Regions from separate parts of the Zea mays genome. Here regions 1 and 2 are each linked to region 3. Evidence: chromatin contacts called from public Hi-C data. All regions are on one chromosome and are shown on one strand. Each heading gives the region's core, a stretch centred on a gene start, on an enhancer-like site or on the middle of the called end of the contact. The rest is flanking DNA. Distances are from core to core; before and after follow the strand shown.

Evidence for each region. Hi-C and Micro-C count contacts between places; a contact is called where the count stands out from the background.
Region 1: a Hi-C map of tassel shows a contact between it and region 3, with 2.9 times the contacts expected there. The contact joins the enhancer-like site here to the promoter of LOC103647091 in region 3. A contact is called at or near these places in 5 of 25 Hi-C or Micro-C datasets (ear, leaf, leaf mesophyll and 1 more).
Region 2: a contact with region 3 is called in a Hi-C map of ear, with 3 times the contacts expected there. The contact joins the promoter of LOC100192531 here to the promoter of LOC103647091 in region 3. A contact is called at or near these places in 8 of 25 Hi-C or Micro-C datasets (bundle sheath, ear, leaf and 2 more).

Annotation. Positions count from the first base shown.
Region 1 is chr2:149,229,230-149,232,979 of Zm-B73-REFERENCE-NAM-5.0, reverse strand. No RefSeq gene overlaps it. Among protein-coding and RNA genes, the nearest start is that of LOC100501632, 53 kb to the left of the region's middle. Within about 2 kb of position 2,104, at least 15 of the 20 cell types and tissues checked have an H3K27ac peak or open chromatin away from gene starts, as enhancers often do. A contact at or near this core is called in ear, leaf, leaf mesophyll and 1 more, where this site is marked.
Region 2 is chr2:149,289,086-149,292,409 of Zm-B73-REFERENCE-NAM-5.0, reverse strand. It overlaps LOC100192531, which reads left to right and starts at 1,546. Exons shown (of 2, transcript NM_001137750.1): 1 at 1,546-2,552. The coding sequence starts at 1,559.
Region 3 is chr2:149,090,003-149,093,662 of Zm-B73-REFERENCE-NAM-5.0, reverse strand. It overlaps LOC103647091 (neurogenic protein mastermind-like), which reads left to right and starts at 2,048. Exons shown (of 4, transcript NM_001301531.1): 1 at 2,048-2,109; 2 at 2,708-2,781; 3 at 2,903-2,978; 4 at 3,246-3,660. The coding sequence starts at 2,752.

The DNA.
Region 1 (3,750 bases), core at 855-3,354, 140 kb before region 3:
TTTACCATAGCGAGGGCAATGACTCACCATTACTCGTACGTTTCCAGGAAAAGGGTTACTGCCTATCAATGCTGCATGGACTGCAGTCATCATGACTCCCGCTGATTACTCATGCGTTACTAAGACAGAGGGAGCAACACAGCGTCCAATAAAGATCTTGGTGTGCTATCAATATTAATTATTCACATAATGTATTTCTTCCATTATGCTCCTGGGCCCGTATGTCGGGGCTCAACATCCTTGTATGTGCCTCTCTTAAACTATAAAAGGGAAAGCACACAGCGTTACAAGGGATACACTCAATCACACACTCAATAGAACTTACACACAGTGGAGGTAGGGTATTACGCTCCGGCGGCCTGAACCACTATAATCCCTCGAGTCCTCTTGTGTTCATCCAAAATTCACCAAACAGGCAACCGCTTAGGCCCCCTCCTCATATTAGGATTAGGGCGAGTGCATTCCGCCACCCGGCCGGAGGATTTTCCCTCCGACAGAGGTCTTTTGTTGTTAGTTCGTCGATGCCTAGAGTGGCTCTGGGGTCTGATCGGGGTGAGCCATACTTAAGTTACTGTGGAGTTATTAGCTCGGCTCCATACATCAGCCTGAAGGGCGTGAACCCTGTCACGCGGGACTCCTTTGTGTTCAAGCCCCATAGTACTTTAGGTAATTGTTCTACCCACTTGCCCTTCTTGTCTTCGAGCAGTCTTTTTTATTGCAGTAAAGATCTTGCCATTTGTGCACTCTACAACTTCGTTGGATTATGGGTGGAAGACTGACACGCGCGGTGAATGGCAGCAGCGGTGGCCGGTGAAACAGACAGAGGAAGGTGTGAAAGAGCACTATTCATCGCTTGAAACCACAACTTGAGATCGAGTTTTCTCCTGATTTCATGTAGCCACACGTCGATCTCCAAGAATAGAAGTTGCTCATCAATCATAGCTCTACAACTTTGATATAAGGCTCGTTGATCAAAACTTAACAGATCGAGCAACAACAATGAAACTCTAAAAACTGAAGTTGATTTAGTTACTGTAACTAAAATCCTCCCCGTTTTGAATTTTCAAAATTACTTTCAAATTTGTATAACAACTTGAAAATCTCCAAAAAAAGTGTTCACTTTTTACAAGATCTACAACTATGGTTTTTGGACCATACCCAAATTCCTTTTAGATTTTGAAATTTTAAATTTGGGCAAAGAAAAGCAATTTAAATGTGATTTAAATTTCAAATTTGGATAGAAGTACTTGGATAACACACAAAAACAAAGTTGTTCTATTAGAAAAGATCTATCTTTCTTATTTGGTCTATAACCAAATTCTCATTATTTTGGAAGATGATATTTCGAATTTTAATCTTAAACAAGATTTTGATTTTAAGCACACTTTAGCCTAAAATCACATTCAATTTGAATTAACGTTGCCCTAGTTGATGCATACTAATGTTAAACATTCAAAATGCTTGCAATGCATATGATGACATGACCAAGTTTTTGTTATTATAACACCACGGGTGTTACAACTCTTTAATTGTATATGACCATAGGTTTATTCCTCAAAAACATAGGGTCTCTTTTAAAAAATTGCCACGGACAAATTTCATGCCCTCGCCTGGCCAACTAACTCCAGATCGATGTCTGAGATTTAAATATCGAAGGGGTACACAAGGATGTAATCACGACCACCCGATTCCCGATCAACGATCAACTTTGTTCCTTCCCCCACGACATCACTGCAGCGGCGACGCCCTCGCCTGAGTAACAATCGCGACGCTCGGGTACTCGAATTCCCAATAAAAACATGTGACTCTAAGCGAAGGGTAAGACGAATCCACGGTAAAGATGCTCACCGACTCGAATTCCTGATAAAAACGTGTGACTCTAAGCGAAGGGTAAGGCGAATCAACGAAAAAGATGTTCACCGATGATGGCAGAGCAGAGACTCCCGCCCATGGAGAGGTGTGAATTCTTAATAAAAACGATGGCTCTAGTGATGTACCCCCACACGACCACACATCAGACTCTGGACACGAGCACCCGTACGCGGGGCACACTCCTAGGGTGAAGACGCCCACATGAAAATACGGCTTCAGCGTCAGCCGGACTAGGTCGGTCTATGCGGTAAACGGGTCGTGGCCATCTCGGCCCAACCGATAGAGGGTGAGAGCGGGTGATGTTGGGCCGAGAAAAAGGTGGCTCGGACACATGGAGTTTTCTCTTTTTTTATTTTTTTTAGATTTTCTGTTTTTTTCCTATTTCAAATCTAATTGAAACAGACTTTATATTCAATTTAAACACAAGTGCAACGATCAAAATATCTAGCATGCATGCAACATAAATATATTTTTAGCATTTATTTAAAGAAATAATTTTAAAATGTATAATTCACACAAGAAAATAAAATTCAAATAACCCTTGTCTCTCTTAGAAAGAAAGAAAAAAACTACCTATACTCCTAAATAGACTTTTGGGGTTTACAACGTGGCGAGTGACCACCTGCTGGTTTCTTGGAATCGGTTAAGAACATGCCATCACTTGGTTCATAAATCACTGGAATAGAAAAGGAGACATCTTACAATTTGAAATCCATCGATTAATAAACTCTTGGAATAGATACAGATACAGAACTGTCCCTATTTGGATGGAGAGGCTAAGTTTTGATACCATTTAGAAGTATTAAATATAATCTAATTATAAAACTGATTATATAGATTAGACCTAAGCGACAACATGAACCTATTAAACATAATTAGTCCATGATTTGCTCATAGGATGCTATGTTACAGTAAACATTTTTTTAATCGTGTTAGTTTTAATAAATTCTTCTCATCATTTAGTCTTCGCATCTATAATTAATTTTATAATTAGATTATATTTAATACTCGTAATTAGTATTTAAATGTTAAACAGGAAATCTCACCTTGGCTGGTGCTGTGCACTGCAGCACTGAACTCTTCAGCAATCTTGATAAGGGTGGACAGCATCTGTGCTAACTTTTGCTGCAGCTGATAGCATATAAAAAGCATAAATAAATGTTTCCTTCAACTTGTTACGAGTTGTGACTGTTCCTGACACTCAACAGGGAATAGTGCGATTAGCCCATCACAGTTCACCCCTGCCTCTGAAATCAACAGGGAATAGTGCAATTAGCCCATCACAGAATCCACAATGTCTCCACTGCATGGAGTTGCATAGAACATGAGCCAATTGGGTCTTCCATGAACTGCAAGACAGGCAGATGGAGTCAACAGCAGGAGCCAAGATCAAGAATAGGGGAGATAAGCAAAGAATCGGTCATGAAGGCGATGATAGAGCTCATGGGCTGACCTAACGTGGGCATAGCAGAGGATACCTTCTTCTTCTCCCTCGGGACTCAGCTGTTACTGAAATGCGTCAACAGCACAGAGAAATGGCACAGACGTATCAGCATGGACAGAGAACCGAGAAGTAACTGGTTTCAGTACATAACAATTGCAATCCAGTGATTCAGTAGCACAGAACATATCCACGGTTCCCGTATTGTTGAACACTAAAAAGAGCACCGAACGGTTCGACCCTGAGGCCGGACGGTCCGCGACTGTGGGTTGGACGGTCCGCGCAAGCGCCGAACAGATTATGGTTCCGAGTTTTGGCGAGAATCTCGGGATTAGCTCGGAATTTTGTTGGTAACGGTCCAGCCCCCCTCCACTATAAAAGCAGAGGAATAAGGCTGATTTAATCAATCAATCGAACCCTCAGTCAATACAATTTAC
Region 2 (3,324 bases), core at 297-2,796, 200 kb before region 3:
TTTGTCTGAGCCTTTATGGGTTCATAGAATATCTAAGCACCATGCTACTAAGGTTTCTTCTTTTGATGCTTGTGTATGGGCAGAAAGTTGTTTTGCTTGTGGAGATAAGTCTAAATGCTATCAGGTTTGTCAGGCAAAATGATTTAACTGTCGGTGACTATCATGATTTGATGATGGATAATATTGATGCGGTGACCAGCAAGAGAGTCATGGCTCTAAGGGAGATTGAGGAAGACAAGATCATGGTTGGGACCGAAAATTTGGCAAATGGTCCCCAAGTTGGGAAGGGCCTTAAAGAGTTACATATGCGATATCTGGTAATGCATATATGTTGCAGACTTTGTGAGGTGATGAACTACTCAATGCGTTGAATGGCCGCTTCTTAAAGCAATATGATCCTAGTGTATGACAAGATGCTTAGAGAAGAGATGGATTCACATTGAGTTGTTTACAACTGGTACCAGTGCTTTTGGTTCGCCTAAGCTTACACAAAGGTCGGGGCATATGTTGAGCACTATATTTGGCACTTGAGCACAGCCGGACGGTCCGCGGATGTAGCCCAGATGGTCCACGATTAGATTAGCTCTCAAGTAAAAGTCTCTTTCCCGCACATGCTTATCCACCCATCACGTGGGAACTTGTTGGGAAGCGCCTAGGAGCGAGTCAAGGCCTCCCCTATAAATATAAAGGAGTATGATCGACTGAGGGCATCCACAATTGCATCTATCAATACAATCTACCTTATTAGTAATTTAGATCTAGTTTAGCTTTTCCCCAATCCCATTCTTCATCCCTCTTTGACTCTACGTCGTCTAGGGACGTCTCGGGTGGCCTGCTGACCCCAGGGCATATCTTGGAACTCTCCTCCCTAACGGGGTCACTCGTTAGAGGTGAGTTCTAGAGTTTCTGAGAAAGAAGACGACTCTGTGGTGTCGCAGACCGTTCGGGCCCAGTATGTGGACCGTCTGGAATGACACAGAGAGCAGTCGCTCCTACAATGAGGTCGCGGACTATCCGGCCCTAAGCCTCAGACTGTCTGTGCTCCCGCAGAGAACATCGCCAGATGGTTCACCCTAGTGTTTGGCCCTAGATCAAGCCAACACAAGTATACTGCTTATTATGAAGGTTTTTGATAGCGACATATTTAGAGAATTGGTACTATATGCCTATTTTGTTACACGCACCCAAGGTATTCGATGGAATACTTATGAGTAATTAGTTTTTTTGCTTCTTCTCTTGCCGCTACCGTGCGACCGCAAGCCAGCAACAACCTTAACAAGATCAAATATTGCCGTCGGCTACCTTTAGATACGACCTGAATTTCCATGGTACCATTTCGATGAGTGGACAAGGCCAAGATTTCTGGCTCGATGTAGTTTTCCGATCGAGCTGGGCCCAACACTAAAACAATCTAACGACCCAACGACCTTTGGGTCCGGGCGTGGGCTGCAATTTTCAACCCATGGTCAGGTTTAGATGCGAGACAACAGAAGATTACCCCCGCCATTTGAACCTCCAAGTTCAGAAACTGACCCCCTCGTCCCTCCCCACCATCGCGATGGCTGACGACGCCGCGGCGGCGGCGTTCGCGCCCTCTCCCTCGCCACCGTCACCCGTAGCGCAACCTCTGCCCGACCTCTCCCCGCCGCCGCCCTTCTCCCCACCAGCCGGCACCCCTGCTTCCGGGGCGCAGACGCCGAGCCTCCCGGACACCCCGGCCTCCCTAGATCCGGACACCCCCTTCTCCGACGCCACCCCGACCCCCGCCGACGCCTCCGACGCCGCCCTCGCTTCGGACGACGGCATCACCAACCCGTCGGGGGGCACCGCCGGCAAGCACATGACGCTCGCGCCGCCCGCCCCGCCCGCCAAGAAACCGTCCAAGAAGAAGGGCGGCAACAGCGTCTGGACCCGCCCGGCCTCCCGCAAGGGCAAGAAGAAGGCGAGGCAGCCGGGCGGCCTCGGCCACGGCTCCGGCGGCCCCGCCGGGGCCGCCAGAGGCTCCAACCCTAGGCCCAACGCCGGCGGCGAGGAGGAGTTCCTCCTCGTCCCCGCGACCCGCCTCGCCGCCGAGCGCTCCGACGACGCGCCCGGCCAGCCTGTGCTCCTCTCCCGCGTCTTCAAGTCCGAGCGGATCGAGCTCTCAGAGGACCGCCTCACCGCGGCCAGCACCAAGGGATTCCGCATGGTGCGCGCGACCCGCGGCGTTGCGGCAGGGGCGTGGTACTTCGAGGTCAAGGTCGTGCACCTCGGCCCCACCGGCCACACCCGCCTTGGATGGGCCACCAACAAGGCTGACCTCCAGACGCCCGTCGGCTTCGACGCCTATGGGTTTGGGTACCGTGACGTCGATGGCGCCAAGGTGACTAAGGCTTGGAGGGACAAGTATGCTGATGAAGGGTACGGGGAAGGAGATGTCCTGGGGTTCTACATTTCTCTGCCTGATGGGGAGCGGTATGAACCGAAGCAGCCTGACCTGATTCAGTACAAGGGAATGCCTTTTCACGTCCAAGTCCCCAAGGAGGAGCAGAAGACGCCGGATCCTGTCCCTGGTGAGTACTTATTTAGTTGTTTTAGTAGATCTTGTGTCTGTGGTAGATTGCAATGCCAACTAAGGACACAGTACATTGTCAAGGTAAATTATGTCTTATTGAATAAGTGACCAGGTTTGTGTACAACATGATTACTTCTACAATTCTGTTAGTTATACAACAATAAGTAGGACTGCGGAAAAATTATACATCATAGGCAGAAATTGTGTACTGATGTTGAATTAGGCAGAAAATGTATTTCTCATGCTTTGCAGTTGTCTCTCTTGATACCGTTGTCCTTTGATTTATTTTCTCAGTTCACCTGTTAGGCTGCTGCACAAATTCATGACCCCTCTTCAGATACCATATAAGGCTACTTAAATGTGTAAGAACTTGATAGATCAGCATGGCAAACACTAGATACTAGTTTTCATTTTATTCATCTTATAATAATCTTCAAAGCCTAAACAATAATCCAATCAGTCATTTATTTTCATCTCAAGCTCATAAATTAACACATAATAAGGAAAGCGAACAGCAGCAAATGATGTCAACTGCTATCCTGAAAGCAGAATGTTAAGTTCATAATTTTTTCTGTATAGTTGATATTTGGAGAACTTGACAGTTATTTTTCTGCCCAGTCGGAAATAACGAACACCTTTATTAAGTAGTTTAAATGTTTAATCGACCCCCATTGTTTTCTTCTCAGTAGTATGTGCTTCTTTTCTTCAAGGGAGTGAGCATTTGTATATATTCCAAGATGGGATGCTATGATTAGCAAGATAGAAAACTA
Region 3 (3,660 bases), core at 799-3,298:
AAAAGCCAATTTCCTGACATACGGGAAACCGAAGTCGGTTACCTTAGCCAGTAGTTGTGGAAAGCAACTCTCCGGCTCGATTTAGCACCGCGACAATAAAAAAAGTGGTGCTCTATTATTTCGTTACCGTTGAAAGAGCTACATTTTTAACAGTTGCCCTTTCCCGTTACGCTTTGCTAAATTTTCCTTGGTAGCGGTTAGCTTTCGCCGAAGATACCGTAGGAAAAGCTTGATTTCTATAAGGTTCTTAGTCTCCAGATTAATCTATTGGTAAATGTAATATTTTGATTCATTACATGAAGATAGAAAGAATGAATGGTAAAATGTCGATTAATGTACTCCACGCCTGCACCGTCCAAAAATATAGTTTTTTTTAGGCCTCTTTTTTTCCATCGACGACGACGAACGTACATATAAACTACATTTATATGTTAATTAATAAATATCTGTTTAGTTCGAAAATAAATTATATTTTAGCACGGATGGAGTAATTACTAACTAATCGAGTATATGTTAATTCTGTCGATATGTACCGAGTGCTACCTCGCCGTGTGCCTATGGCATGAACAACAACCTGGAGTGGTCCTGGACAGAACAGGAACCATGGCGACTGGCACTACTGGTTCAACCATGGCCTGGCTCTCCCCACGCATTTCGCCGTCCGCTCTCTTGTTTGTCTCAGGCTGCTGAGGCCAAATCGTACAGTGAACCTTGTCCAAGCTACAGAAGTTTTATTTTTTTTTTCAAAAAAAAACGAGTTGCTGCTAGAAGACACTGACACGCTAACGGAAGAAGAGAAATTTTTGTGGGGGTACTTGAAGAAGAGTTACTACTGCTACCACTAGAGGACAGTAACAGACTAACAGATCAAAAGGAGAAGGGGGGAAAAAAGAGAGAGAAGCAGATGGCGTGGACGCGATGATGATGATCACTGAGGGTTGTTAATGCGCTGGCCACCGTCGTCTTCTCCATCCAAACTGACGCGCTCGGCAGTGGACGCCGCGTCGTCGTGCGCGGCCGGTCAGTGGCAGCAGATGGCTGGCGCGAGGCCTGCAGATGGCGTCCGGCTGGTAGCGATATACTTCAGTTAACCCTGTCCATCGTCACCACCAAAGTAAAATAAAATATAAAATTTGAAGAGTTTACTCTGCTTCGGAACGGCGGAGGATTCTTTCCCGTTTCCTGTGTTTTTTTATATGAAAATTAACCGATTCCTGTGAATTTTCTTTATGATTTCTCTAGAATTATTGCAATTCAAAGGAGCCCCGAAGAAACTACCCAACAAGTGATAGAAATTTAGGATGTATTTAAATACACTAGAGATAATAGTTAGTCGGCTAAAAAATCGTTAGCGAAATTAACTAGTTAATTATTAACTAATTTACTGAAAATAGCTAATATTTGAACCATTAACTAGTGTGTTTGGATGTCTTCGGTTAATTTTAGAGTATGTTTGGTTACTTTAGTCCAGTGACTAAAGTTTAGTCACTACCATGTTTGGTTCTAGCGACTAAAAGTATTCACAATGCATTAAATGAATCGTAAGAGGACTAAAATATCCTTTAGCAACCTTTCGTCATTAGTGCAACTGAAATAAAGAAGTGGCACAATATGAAATTTATATGGTTTATTCTTTTTTAGTCACCTCTTGAGAGGCTAGAGACTAAAACAATTTAGTATCTGTATTAGTTCTACCGTTTGACAATTTATGTTAAATAGGACTAAAATGGAACGGGGTCTTAGTCGTTAACTATTAGCTCTATTGTATCAAACATTCCTTAAGGTCATGGTATGGGTCATTTTTTATGTTTTCTTTTCGTTCAAAGAAACCGTACTGATAGGAAACAGTTGATATTTTACATGGCTCTAAAAGTTTATAATAATAAAGAATTTACCAACCCAGGTGGAATTAATAATAACAGGAGGACCTGTATCTAAAATTAGAAATCCTTGAAGGAGAACACAGGAAGACCACCCACCATGTCAGAGCCTATTTAAACCGCGCTTTGGGCAGCCATCTTTCACACAACACAAGAGCCTTCTCGCTCTGATCTGAGCAGGAGGAGGAAGAAAGCCAAAGGCCTTCCTTGCGCTTCCAGGGCAAAGAAGGTAATGGACTCCACTGCAGTACTCCACTCCGTTCCTCTATGTGCTTAGCTTTCTTGTAGACACTCCTAGAGTGAGGTAGGTGGGGCGGGGGTAGTCGGGAGCCAGGAGACGAGAGTCTCTCTTCCTCCTCCTACCTCCCAGTCCCACCTTTCTTTCTTTCTTTTTTCTTTCTTTTTGGGTTTCTCTTTCTCCTGGTCCGGTCCGGGAGACCTGCTGGACCAGACGGTGCCGACTCACTGCAGGCGTTCGCTTGACAGCCTTCCTATTACGAGACGAGCTCTTGGTTTTCCGCAGACACGGACTCTAACAAGCGAGGGCCTGTCATGGCCTGGCCTGCTGTTAAGTCTCGTCTCCTGCGTGACTGCGTCTCTCTTCTCTCTCTCTCGCTCTTTCTCCCGGAGTAGATTTTATTCCTATTCATTCCTCGTGTGAGTGAGGTCCCTCCGCTCCTCCTCTCTCTCTCTCTCTCTCCCTCTCCGCGGAGTGGAGCCGGAGTCGAGAGGCAGGCAGACGAGACGAGGAATGCTTCCTTCTTCCCATGCCGCCGCCGTCCCTGTTCTTCTCCTCCCTCCCTAATTCCAGTGCTCTCACGTACCAGATCTGAGGCCGCGGCGGAGCGTGACGACGACGAAGTCGGTCAGGATGAGCCGCGAGGATACCCTGAAAGTGCAGGTGAGTTCTTCTGTTTGCCTGTCATTTTAGTCAATCAGGCAGGGCTGGCCGCTGATCCCGGTTCGCGCTCACCCTGCATGCCATGTCTTCTCCTGCGGCGTTTTTCTGTCTGGGCGCACAGACCCTCGAGCTCAAGGTGAACATCCACTGCGACGGCTGCCTTAAGAAAGTCAAGAAGGTGCTTCACAAGATCGATGGTAAAACGTTCTCCTTCTTTATAAAGCCGCGAACCGCTTGCCTTTTTTTTGTTATTGTTTGCCGTTCTTTCGTGTTCGTCTTCTCTGCCTGCCAGGGTGAGACTTGAGAGTGAGACCAGCTCAGCCGGAGGGGAGAGGCTGCTCGCCTGCTCTCTTCTTCTCCGTAACAGAAACGATGGACGATAACCCTTGTGTCCATTCCGAAAATAACTTGTTTTCTTCTGTTCTAATACAAATGCGCTGGGCATGGATTGGTGGGTGTTGCAGGGGTGTACCAGAGCACGGTTAATGCGGCGGAGGGCAAGGTGACGGTGTCCGGGCTCATGGACCCGGACACCGTCATCAGGAAGCTGCACAAGGCCGGGAAGCCGGCGCAGCTGTGGGGCGCCACCGCCAAGCCTGCCGTGGCGACCCAGCTCGAGAAACTGCAGCTCAAGGATGCCGGGGGCAAGGGCCAGGGCCAGCCGCCCAAGAACGCAGGCGGCAAGGGTCAGCCGCCCAAGAACGCCGCCGGCAAGGGCCAGGGCCAGGGCCAGAAGCAGCAGCAGCCCAAGGGTGGAGCGGGCGGCGCCGGCGCCGGCGCGAAAGTGGTGGCGCTGCCGCACTCGCAGCCGACGCCGCAGCAGCTGATGCAGATGCAGCAGCAGATGCAGATGAACGGGATGAAGTTTGCTCATCCGGA